2 separate regions of the Mus musculus genome follow, and region 1 is linked to region 2. Evidence: chromatin contacts called from public HiChIP or PLAC-seq data. All regions are on one chromosome and are shown on one strand. Each heading gives the region's core, a stretch centred on a gene start, on an enhancer-like site or on the middle of the called end of the contact. The rest is flanking DNA. Distances are from core to core; before and after follow the strand shown. Region 1 holds the start of Ube3a (ubiquitin protein ligase E3A). Region 2 overlaps Atp10a (ATPase, class V, type 10A).

The links. HiChIP or PLAC-seq counts read pairs in DNA pulled down with a chosen protein or histone mark.
Region 1: a contact with region 2 is called in an H3K27ac HiChIP or PLAC-seq map of bone marrow-derived dendritic cells, with 5 times the contacts expected there. The contact joins the promoter of Ube3a here to the enhancer-like site in region 2. A contact is called at or near these places in 7 of 39 promoter capture datasets (the C10 cell line, the HPC-7 cell line, cranial neural crest and 3 more), 16 of 115 datasets of contacts at active chromatin or transcription factors (the 230-238 cell line, the NIH/3T3 cell line, acute myeloid leukemia and 11 more) and 1 of 9 other capture datasets (adipose tissue).

What each region holds. Positions count from the first base shown.
Region 1 is chr7:59,227,067-59,233,125 of GRCm38.p6, reverse strand. Ube3a (ubiquitin protein ligase E3A) reads right to left here and starts at 4,376. Exons shown (of 11, transcript NM_001033962.2): 1 at 3,855-4,376.
Region 2 is chr7:58,708,283-58,714,049 of GRCm38.p6, reverse strand. All of the region lies in intron 1 of Atp10a (ATPase, class V, type 10A), which reads right to left. It overlaps Gm39019 (a long non-coding RNA gene), which reads left to right. Exons shown (of 5, transcript XR_003946773.1): 3 at 2,584-2,664; 4 at 4,374-4,530. Among named protein-coding and RNA genes, the nearest start is that of Gm39019, 20 kb to the left of the region's middle. Within about 2 kb of position 2,054, at least 77 of the 459 cell types and tissues checked have an H3K27ac peak or open chromatin away from gene starts, as enhancers often do. A contact at or near this core is called in the 230-238 cell line, the HPC-7 cell line, adipose tissue and 6 more, where this site is marked.

The DNA of each region.
Region 1 (6,059 bases), core at 3,127-5,626, 520 kb before region 2:
ACATGTGCATGTGTACTGTAAAAGGATATTGATGGGCTGCAAGTAAGACATGAACACATATACCAAGGATACAAAAAAGGATACAAACAGTATCCTTTACAATTGTAGCTAAGGGGTTAAGGGATATTAAGTCTACAGAACTGCCCTAAAACTGGAGGGGCACAGACAATTAAATTCCATAACTTAACAGAATTATCACATTAAAAAATAAAATGGTGTTATGTGCAATAAATAACCAACCTATCAGTTTCCAAATGATAGATATTTTCTTTTTTTTTAACCCTTATAACCCATGTCAGCTCACACAATTCAAAGGAGCCTCAGAAACACTACCTGATACTGATAACTATTTCAGACATATTCTTCTATGTGATCTGAATCTTTGCACCCCCCCAAAAAAAAACTTCACTAAAAGCCTAAAATCGGAGGTGATGAAATTACAAGTGTAATTTTTAGGAGGACCTACATTGATGAATGAGAGCAATGTCCTAATTTTAAAAGACCATTTAGTCTTAGCTGAAGCAGGTGGATCTTTGAGTTAGAGGCCAGCTTCGACTATTTACCTAGCTTCAGAGGCTAGTGAGAGACACTGACACAAGAAAGGGAAGCGGGGAGGGGAAAAAGACAAAAGAAAAAAGAAAGGAAGGGGAGGGAAATATAGGGAAGGCTGGAGAGATGATTCAAAAGTTAAATTAAAAGCACTTGTTGCTCTTCCAGAGGACCTGGGTTCAATTTCTAGAGCCCACATGGCAATTAACAACTGTCTATATCCCAGTCACAGCAGTTCCAACACTCTCTTCTCACCCCTACAGACACCACACCAATGTGGACTCTCATATAATAAAATCAAAAAAAGAACAAACAAAAACAAACAAACAAAAACCCTAATAAACAGAGACAGAGATACAGAGACATAGTGATACTGGCCTGCAATCACAGCTCCTATGGAAGGCGGCAGGACTCCCATTTCAAGGTCTGAGCTGGAGTGTGTACAGAGGACTAGGAAGTGGTAGAGCAGTTCCTAGAACTTGAGAGGCCCTAGGTTCAGTCCTTAGTCCTCCTAACACTACTCAAATTTACAATGAAAATTAGTTCTGATCTTAAGATTTCTCAGTGTCCTTGACTGTGAGATACATTTTTTGGAGTTGGGGGGAAGGGGGGTGTTGACCAGTCTTTGGTATTTTATAAATAGGCCAAACAGACTTAAGGATTCTGGAAACATAGTCTGAGGCCAGCCTGGTCAATACAGCTAGCTCCAGGACAGCCATGGCTACACAAAGAAACCCTGCCTCCCAAAAATATTAATTAATTAATTAATTAAAGAAAAAAGTTTTCAATTACACATTCTATGACATCTCTGATTGATAACTTTTTTGAGACAAGGTCTCGCCTCTTAGTCTAGGCTTGCCACAATCCTTCCTTAGCCTCTCAATTGTTGGTTTACAGATGTGAGACATCATGCCTAACATAACATTGTCTTTATTTTTATCAGTAAGAAAAAGTAACTGTCAAAACCAAAACTCTATTATCCTAAGCCTTTCTGAAGAGAACATCAAAAGACTTAGAGGACTATTTTTATATTTTTATATTGTTTTTCCGTATTTGAAAGTACTTAAAAGACCACCTCTTAAAACTCATCTCCAGTTGCAAAAATCAGAACACTGATGTTTTTAATAGCTGCATATAAATATAATATAAATCCATTAACAGTAATATTATCAATAATAACAAACAAACCTAATTAGAATAAATGATAATATACCAGTAACCATTCATTTAAGGTGTTGGTTTTTTTAAAGGACATTTGAAAAGATCATCTTAAGCTCTTGAACAGAAAAAAAAATAGCTATGGCCAATTAAAAAGAAAATGTTCATAAAAATTGAGAGAAACAATTATTACTGCAATTATTTGAGGGAAGACACAAATGTTTAAGAAATACAACTGAATAAAATTTACATGTCAGAGACATTATAGATACCTAATGAATGCAATGTTAAAAAAAAAAAAAAAAAAACGAATCAAATAGAATGAGTTTTGTCTCAGGTAGAAATCACATTTTTCTAATTTAAAACCATAAAAAGGGTAAATAGCCGGTCCTGGTGGTATACATTTTTAATCGCAGAACCCTGGAGACAAAGCCAAGAGGAGAGTTAGACGTCATCCAGCGATATACCATAAGACCCTTTCTCAAAAAAAAAAAAAAAAAAGGGTGATGGTGGCTATTTCAGGGATAAAAAAGCCACCTACAAAACCTGCATACAAAAGGAATTTTCTAAACTCAAAGTTAAGCTCCTCAGTTATATGAAGAGCAACATCCAAAGAAGTATGTGTATACCACTTCACAACACACCATGCAAGGTAAATATTGACACAAATTATTTCACAACCTACATTCTGATTTTGAAAACAAAACTACAAGTCATCTCATCTTTATTATGTGCTGTATCTTTCTTAAACGATAGACTGCGAATTGTTGAAGTTCTCATTTTTATTACAGATTCTGATACATGGCTTTTTTGTAAAGCTAAGTATTTATGGATTTACAGTCATCCTTACTTAGGCTTATCAGCAATACAGATGCAGTATCCACTTCCTTAAAAGTGCAGTAAGCAGTCTATTTAAGAGGAGAATTTAATACTAAAGCAATTTCTGTCATACATAACAAGACAAAATTTTCCTTTTATCTCTCCTCAATTCTAAATTTACATAATTTACCAAAAAGATATCTTAAGAGTATTAACTAATCTGAGGTGTGTCAAAAACATTCGTCGTGTCTCTTGTCCAATAGGGCTTTGATATTTAGCTTTTTAACAGCTGTATTTCTTAAAGTTCAGGCCATCTTTATTTCAAACGCACTTCCCTATCCAAAACATTTTAACATAATCTGCTGCTTCTCCCAAAACCATGGGTTATACGAATATCCTTCACGAAGTAAGATAATGGTGGATAACACATCCCATATACTATTTAGTTAACATTTCCAACAGTACACTAGCTATTTAACGCAATCCCAAAGAGATTTTATACTGTTCTATTTTAGCATGCTCAAAAGACATAAAAAAAATTGACGTAAAATTGTCTTTAGAGGATTCTTCTAAAGCTGATAAAGTCTTATTAAAATTATACTTTCTATTTTTAAGGCTAACGCAATTATAGCACATTCAACTCTGATTCTTCCAACAAAAAGCCTCCGCATCAAAATGGGGAAAACGTCCTTTTCATTTTCTCAACTGAAAAGGGGGAGGGGAGAAGAGGAGGAGGCCAACTGCTTACAGGTTTGCATTGAAAATTAACACAGCAGTTTCTGAGGAATCAGTAACTCACGTTCAACTACTGAATCCTACCAGAAGCAGCACACGAATAAAACCAGAGCGCAATCCTTGGGCTTGAGGTGCCGCTTCATCCGTCTTCCTTCCAATCCACCCCCAATACCCCAACCCACTAAGCACACATCTAAATATGTCTTCCCCACCAGAGCGCCCCTTTGGAGGAAAAGGCCTGCCTTTCGCAGCCTGAAGCCACGGCTGGCTCTCCGATCTCTGCTTAGATGAGGCCCCCGATCTCGACGCCCTGCACGTCCGCCCCACCCCGGGCCCACTCGGGTACCCGTGGGTGACAAAACCCTCCCTCCTGCGTCCAGCCAGCACTGACAGTTAAGGCTGCAGCAGCCGCAGCCACCAGGGCCTAGTCCTGGCACCGGCCCCTCCAGACCACGCGCCCCAAGCACTCGCTCACGGAGGCGGGTGAGGGCCCGGCGCCTACCCTGTCAGCGCGGGCCGGAGGGTGACGAGGGGACCGGCGGTACAGACCAGAGGGAGCGCGCCGGGCAGGCCGCAGCCGCAGCAGCACTGACCTGTCCTCGCCCCCGCGCGTGGGCTGCGGCCCTCGCAGCTGCGGCCGCCTCACTGGTCCTTGTCGCCCTCGTCCACCGCCGCCGCCCGCCACCGCCTCGTTCCCTTTCGCTGGCGCCACCGCCGGGTCTCATGCGGGACCCGCGCTTCTCCTCAGGAAACCGAGGCCGAGAGGCCAGGCGCCTGGGCAACCTTGAAGTCGGCGCTGAAGCGCTGCTGTCGCGATCTGTCCACAGTGGGGGGCGAGGGCGGCGAGCAACTCCGAAGAGAAGCAGAAGGAGGCGCCACCGTCAGCGACAGGTCGACGGAAGAGAAGCGTAACGAGGCGGTGAACAGCTGCGTGGCCCGGTGCGCGAGCGAGAGAGCGAGCGCAGGAGGGGCGACGAGGTGCTGGCAAAGACGAAAGGCCCTGTCGTCTCCTGGAGTCACCCAAAGAGGAGCGCCACCATCTTGGGAGAAATACGGATCTCGCGAACGCAGCACTGGACGAGAGGACTAGGTGGGCGGACCGAGTATCCCGACAGGCAGCGCGCGCCAACCCTGCCGGGCGAGGGCTCGGAGTCCGGAGGCGGGATGCGAGGCGGGGTTGCGCGTGCGTGGGATGGCGACGGGCTCTGCCCCGCCCCGATCGCAGCTCTGTGGGGCCCTCCTCTAGCTCGCCTTCGCCTGCGGCGCAGGGGCCTTTGGGAAGGGGAGATGGCCTTGGGCTGGGTGGAAGCTGGCCAGCATCGTCGCCATCTTGAGACTGGGCTGAGAGAGGCTTGGTGTTTTTAGCCTCTGCTCCTTTTACTCAATCTATAGACCAGTGTGCTTCGGTGTACTCGCGAGAGCGGACAGGTCTACCCAGCCTAGCAAAGCCCAGGAGTCAGAGGGACGAATAGGCCAAGAGGGTGTAGCCTACTGGCGGCACGAGGAGGCATAGAAGCGTTTTGTTGCTAGAGCTGACCCTTACGACTTTTCATCCGAACTGTCCGAGTAAAGGATTCAGGCGTTGAGATTGGGCAACCTTTCAGCAAACAAGGCCATCAGCCTCTGCCAGAACATGATATGTCACTGGCTTACCAGACTAGTAGGTAAAAGCCCAGCCCCTCCTGTGTTGTCTTCCAGTAGATGTCAACTGAGAAGAAACCGCCTTGCTTGATCACACGTGGATAGAGACTAATTTTGATTTACAGAACACCCGAACCCTGTTAGAGCCATGTGACTTGTTGGTACCGGAGTGAGGGTTTAACTTAGGTTTGTTGTTAATGATTTTGACACTAAATTATTATAAAGACTAGCTGACATGTTATTTCCTGGCTTGCAACTTAGTAAGCCTTAATCATCTAGTGCTCAAAATGTAACAATCACATGTATTAATGTGCTTTTCTGTTTATTACAGCTCCTATAATGTGTGTGTATGTGTGTGTATATATATATACACATCATATATATATGAAAGATCTCCCCACTATAAAAAATATTTTTATTATTGGTTTTTCAAGACAGATTTCTCTGTGAAGCCCTGGCTGTCCTGGAACCCACTCTGTAGACCAGGCTGGCTTTGAATTCAGAGATTCGCTTTCTGAATGCTGGGATTAAAGGCTTGCAATTTTTTAAAATTAAAAAATAATAGGCGTGTGTGTGTGTAAACTATTACAGGATAAATAATAAGTGCAACTGTTATATCAGATTTTAAGATACTTTAAATTTTTTCTATTCTTTTTTTTTCTCCATCCATTAAAGATCCTCATTTGGAATACCATTGTATTATATGAAAGGGGCCAGTAATAAATGTAACCCTTTAAAGAGTTATCTTTGCAAACTATTTAAATACAAAACCAAAACTGAAAATCATTAGACTGCTAAGAAAAGTAAAGTACATAAACTGTTGCAGCATGTGAAGACGCTTTCAGCTATTCACTCCTAAATAAAAGTCTGAAAATGAAAGGTCATGGTCTAGTCATGTGAATTATCAAAATGTAGCCAGCAGCCCAGACTTCTAAAAAGCTTAAAAGTTTAAAGGAAATACATATCCAAGTGCCAGTCAAGTTCTATATGGAGATCATGGAGAATACTAATTTCTCTTAACAATCTGAAGAAATTATTTACTTAATGTTCAATATGTATTCTTATATGGGCCTCTGATGTTCAGGACTTCATGTATTTTGATTTATCATTTTTAAAATTTAGAAACATTAATGCTAGACATAAAGGTACATGCCTGA
Region 2 (5,767 bases), core at 805-3,304:
CACAGCTGGAAACAAGGAGATGATGGAACTAAGAAAGAACTCTGAGGTAAAGACCAAGGAAAGATATAAGGGAGCATCATGAGGCATGCTGAGAGAGCTCTAGGACCCGCCAGTATGGAGACTCCACACTTCAGTGACTCCTCAGGTTTTTCACAGTAGCTCCCTCTGACCCAGCAGAAAATAAGCATCCCTTGGAGATGGTGCATATGCTACTGTTTTTACTTATTTCCTTATTTAGAGCCAATCTCACTACCTAGCCCTGGCTGGCCTAGGACTTCTGCTATTTTTAGTGTTTGTGGCAGGATGATAGGTAGAAAGTAATGTGAAAACTTACAAGAAAGGAGATTTTAAAAGCTTTTGTGAGATGACTGGAAGACACCATCAGTGCCTGCTATGCTTGAACCAGCATCCCAACAATGCCCACAACAGCCCAGCCTAACCCACCTGGCCTCCTAAGGCTTCCATGGCCCCACCCGTCAAGCCAGGCTGGACCTCATTAATGTAAGTACTAAGACAGAACAGAATGCCCTAGTGCCAGAGGAAAACAGACATGCTACCAGAAGTTGTAGGCAGGGTGAGTGCTATAGCCCTGTTAGATACACAGACTCAAATGAGATGCTACAGACTCAGTCAACGCTTGCTCTCATAGCCTAATTCAACACCTATTCCCTCTGAAACGGATCTAATCATAATTAGGAAGAAAATCCATTCACAGTCATACCTAGTTGTGAACTCTGTGAACTCTAATAATGACCAGCATGGCAAGCTATATCTATGGGTATAAGAGTGGCAGCCGGGCATGGTGGCGCACACGTTTAATCCCAGCACTTGGGAGGCAGAGGCAGGCGGATTTCAGAGTTCGAGGCCAGTCTGGTCTACAGAGTGAGTTCCAGGACAGCCAAGACTACACAGAGAAACCCTGTCTCGAAAAACCAAATAAATAAATAAATAAATAAATAAATAAATAAATAAATAAATAGAAGAGTGGAATGTACATTTTGGGGGTTAAATCTTCTTCCTTATTAAATTTAAAGCCCACACCACAAGAAGGAAACACATACCTAAGTACTGAAAATCTGACCAATACCACATGCTTTTAGAGCTCATAGGTCCAGGGATGATCCTATTACTATTATTTAGGTAAATGGACCTAGTATTAAACTGTTCCCTGAATCATATCCCTCCAGCTACAGATTCGTGCACTCTCAGACTTCATCAGCAAAGTTTGTTGATGCTGTCAATAGTGGTTAACCCAGAAACTTAGGACTGTTCTAAGTGAAGAGTGCCAGGGGAGAGCTTGGCCAAGTTGGTGAATCTCAATCACACTTTCATCTCTAAGACTTAAAGACCATCATGCAAGAGGAAGCAGAAAGAGTGTTAAGAGCCGGGGTCTGGGGAGGACCAGAACGAAAGTGTCTTCTGGATATGATAAGACCACTATACTCATTAATTCACAGCATCAGTGGTTGCCTGCATAAGACCTGCAAAAGATCAAGCCAGTCAACATTTTAGCATGAAATAAAAACAGGTTCTGTGAGTTCCCACCCCTGGCTGGGGAGCTATGGTTATCTAATGGTTTTATTCCATTCCATAGATAGTTTTATTTATTTATCAATCTCAATGGATAGTCTTACACACACACACACACACACACACACACAGATTTAAATAAATGCAATATGGACTTATTTAAAGAGGACCGCAAGTTGAGGGGATAGCATAGAGAGATTGGATGGATTAGGAAGAAGAAATGGGGAAGAGTTGGAATGAATCTGATCAAAATACATCATATGAAATAATAAAATATTCAATAAAATACTTTATATGTACACACACACACACACACACACACACGGCAGAGTGAATGTTTCCTAAGATTAAAACTGGAAACTGTGGGCTGGGCTTGGCTCCTAGCTGAAAGGTAGGAGTTAAAACCACAATCATTTTTCAGGTTAATGTCTTTTTTTTTTTTCACTGCTCTCTTAGTTTCTGAGTATTGGCTGGCAAAGACCACGGTATCCATCACACTCAAAACAACAAAGCAGGAAACAGGAACCGGCCCGAAGCTTCTTGCCTGCCACAGAGAGCCTCTGTAGTTTCATATCGTGCTCTGTACACGGGACAAAGCTGTTTGTTTCTGCTTTGTAATATGCAGTGCTGTGTTCTACTGCTGAACAATCACTCTAAGGAAATATTACTATAAAAATAAATACATTTCTCTTTTCATTCAAAGCGGAGGAAGATAGGCAGGGCGCCGTGAGCACACCCACAAGCCTTCCCCTAGAACACTTTACATTTGTTCCTAAGTCTCTAAGAATGTTTTGCTGATAGTATCTAAGTCTTAATTTATCTACAATCAACCTGATTCAAGTACAGAGGAAAAAAATACTCATTTTGCTCCGTTTTTGGTTTGGATTTTGTGGGGGGAGGAGGGGAGCAGGTTGCCTTTATTTTTCTTTCAACTCATGGGAACACACTATTTATAGTATTATTTTCTCTTGGCAGTCAAATACATTATTAACCTCTGAACTGGATATTTTTTAAGAAAAAAAAAACAAAGTATAATTCTCTTATTTTTGACAGGATCTACTCCAACTCCTTCCTAGCAGAAGATGACCTTGGCAGACACACACCCACTTCCACTTCAGAGTGCTGGTATTACTGGTATGTGCTACCAATGTCCTTGGTTTTATGCGATGCTGGGGACTGAAGCTAGGGGTTCATGCATGTTGCAAGTACTCTAAAAAGTGGTCAAGAGCCCCAACTCCATATAAATTATTTTGCAGCAATGACCACACCTCACTTCTGACAAAGACGCCATTACAGCCCATGATCTACCCACCTACAACAAACAAGTGACACATTTTTAACTTGTGTTTTACACGTTAAATGATAGAAACATAGATAATGATTCTACTGTAAGGCCAAAAGCATGTCATTTTCATGTCAGCCCATTTCCTTTCCTGTAGTCTTCTGGAATAAGACAAGGAGCATGGCAGTACCCTGGTCTCAAACTCAGCAACCATAGAGCTTAGGGTATAGAGGGAGCAAGGGAGCAAGAAGTTGCAGAGTGAAGCCCTAGAAAGTACCCTCTTGGGGTCTTCAGAGGGTTCCACCGGAGCTTTGGCCAAGTCTTAATGAGGAAAGAGAGGAGCAGGAGTCAGAGATGCTGAGTTGAGCATCTCCACAACAGTTCTAGTTCTCACCAGCCAGGAGAGATAAATCAGACATTTCAGAGGCCAACAGGTGAACTGGTAGATACTATCTCAGTCGTTGGGAAAAGTAAGCCCAGGAGAAAGGGCTGCTTGGATCCCACCTAGGCAAAGTGCAAAGGAGGCCTCCAGAGAAACAAACAGAGTATGCTAGCTGATTCTAAAACCCCTTGGGAGTCTACAGCCATACCACCCTGAATGTACCCAGGCTCATCTAAAAACCACTCAGGAATCTGTCTATACTGGAGCATAAATGACCACAATTCAGTAAGGCACAGTGCACCATGGGAGCCTCTAACCAAAAGGTGTTAGGCAGGCATGCAAAAAAAAAAAAAAAAAAAAAAAAAAAAGAGGCAGGAAATTGTACACACTACAGAGGGTAAGAATCTATGAGAGAAAGATACAGAAATGTCACAGATGGTAGAAATGACCTGACAGGGGTGTTGGGCAGCTGATGTGTCCACATGTCTGAAATGTCAGAAGAAAAATTCAAGCACGTTCAGACATGCATAGAATGCATTTTTAAAAATACTTTTAAGGATGTGAACTAACTGTGTAGATTTAAAAATCTATAAAGATAAATCAGATTAACCGATTATAAGAACAGAGGGGGGAGAGAGAGAGAGAGAGAGAGAGATCCTGAAACTGAGGAAGCAACGTGAGTGACATGAAAATCAAAAAGAGCAAGAACAGTAAGCTGATGCAGTTGTAAACAGAAACCAGGCTGGGGCTAAAGAAATAATTTTCAAAAATTTCCAAATATGATGAAAAACTACAGCCACAAATTAAAAATGTTCCATGAATTCCAAAGTGGGGAAGGGGTAGGGGAGGGGAGGGGTGCTAGACCCAGGCTCACAAAACTGCTGAAAATTCCACAACTAGATTGTAAACATACAAATAAGTAATGATGTTCAAGGAGGGAGAGAGAAAGACAATTACCAAACCTCCTAACAAACAATGAAGCAAAAGGAGACTGAAAAAAAAAAAAAAAACTTAATGAAAAAAAAAAAAGAAAGATGAATCCTATAACTTTCTACATTAAAAATGTATGTTCAAAATGAGAGAAAGATAAAGACATTTCTAAACTTATTTAAAAAATGGACATAACTTATTAAGGGCAAACTGGCAAGATGGACAATTAAAGTTAGTCCTTTTCAGCAGGATTAAACCAGTCTGCAAGAATCTGCAAGGGTGCCAGGGAACAGAGGGTACCAGACTGGAGATGGTGCCATCTACCTAGTTTCTCTGAAAATGGCTGCTGATCAACACCATGAGTCATGGATCCAAACCCAGTTGTCTTTCATCATCACTGTCTGAGGTAAGTGGGACTCTGTGAAGTATCTATTTCCTTGTGATCCCTAGAGATGCTGAGTTGTAAAACTGGCTTGACGGGAGTCAGTTTCTTCAAACAAGCTATTGCACACTGCTTTTGGCACTATATTCTTTCTAGTTTGGGAAGTCATTTTGTGTCTACGACAAGGTGAAAAGAACTAGTTTTAATTTCCCAGACGAGGGCAAGGACACAATAAAGATGGAGCCTGCTGTATCACATGGTACTATGAAGTCTGTCAGAGTCTGGGATTGTTTTTGAAAATAGATGACAACATGTGCAAATATTTGTATTTCTTTTGTATGTACACAATGTGCCTTAGAAACTGGAAATATCCATCTGGTTTGTGAACAATAAGGTTGTAAGAAAGTTCTCTTCAGGGACCAGAATGTCCTTTTAAAGAAAATGATGCTACAACTGAGTTCCAGATAGTTTAGTTCTGCATACCTGAACAGAATACCCTCCACTCCCTATACCCAAGTCACAAAGCAGAGGTTTAATTCCATGAAACCCAATTATCCAGTACAAACATCAAGGCCAGAGATAGATGTCCACCACACAGTAATGGTCAGCTTTAGGATTCTGACTAGAGGAGATTAGCAGCACCCTAAATGATTACCATGACTTCCAACCAAAGATCAAGGAACTGTGTGCAAGGGCTTTATACCACAGACAGGGCATTCACATGTTCCAGAGTCCACATGGATTCTCTTTGTATATGTACACAGCCTTCTCATGCCACACAAGAGAGAATGTAGCACAAGTTTCTGAGTCTACCACTCCTGAGACCCCATACAAGGTCTATCATATGGGGCACTGGGGCACTATGATAAGCAGTCAACAAGCCCAAAGTCCTCTAAAAATGGCTATCAAAAACATACTTATGAAAATCTCCATGTCTAATTTGTTGGGAAACTCAGCCAATACTGCAACTACAATAGGCCCATCTCCCAGAGTGAACTGTCTTTTTCGGACACACAGAGCCAAGGCCCCTGTTCCACAAGCTAAACTCTCAAAGTTTCATACACACACACACACACACACACACACACACACACACACACCTGTCCTGGGCCCTCACAACACTTAGAACCTCCCATCAATTCAAAACTTTCCTGTGACATGAGTGACCAGTCAGTAAGAGGGAACACTTTGGATTGAGGGTGTGGCTCAGTAGTAAAAGTGCTTGTGTGGCATGCCCCAGGAACAGGGATTTAAATATATC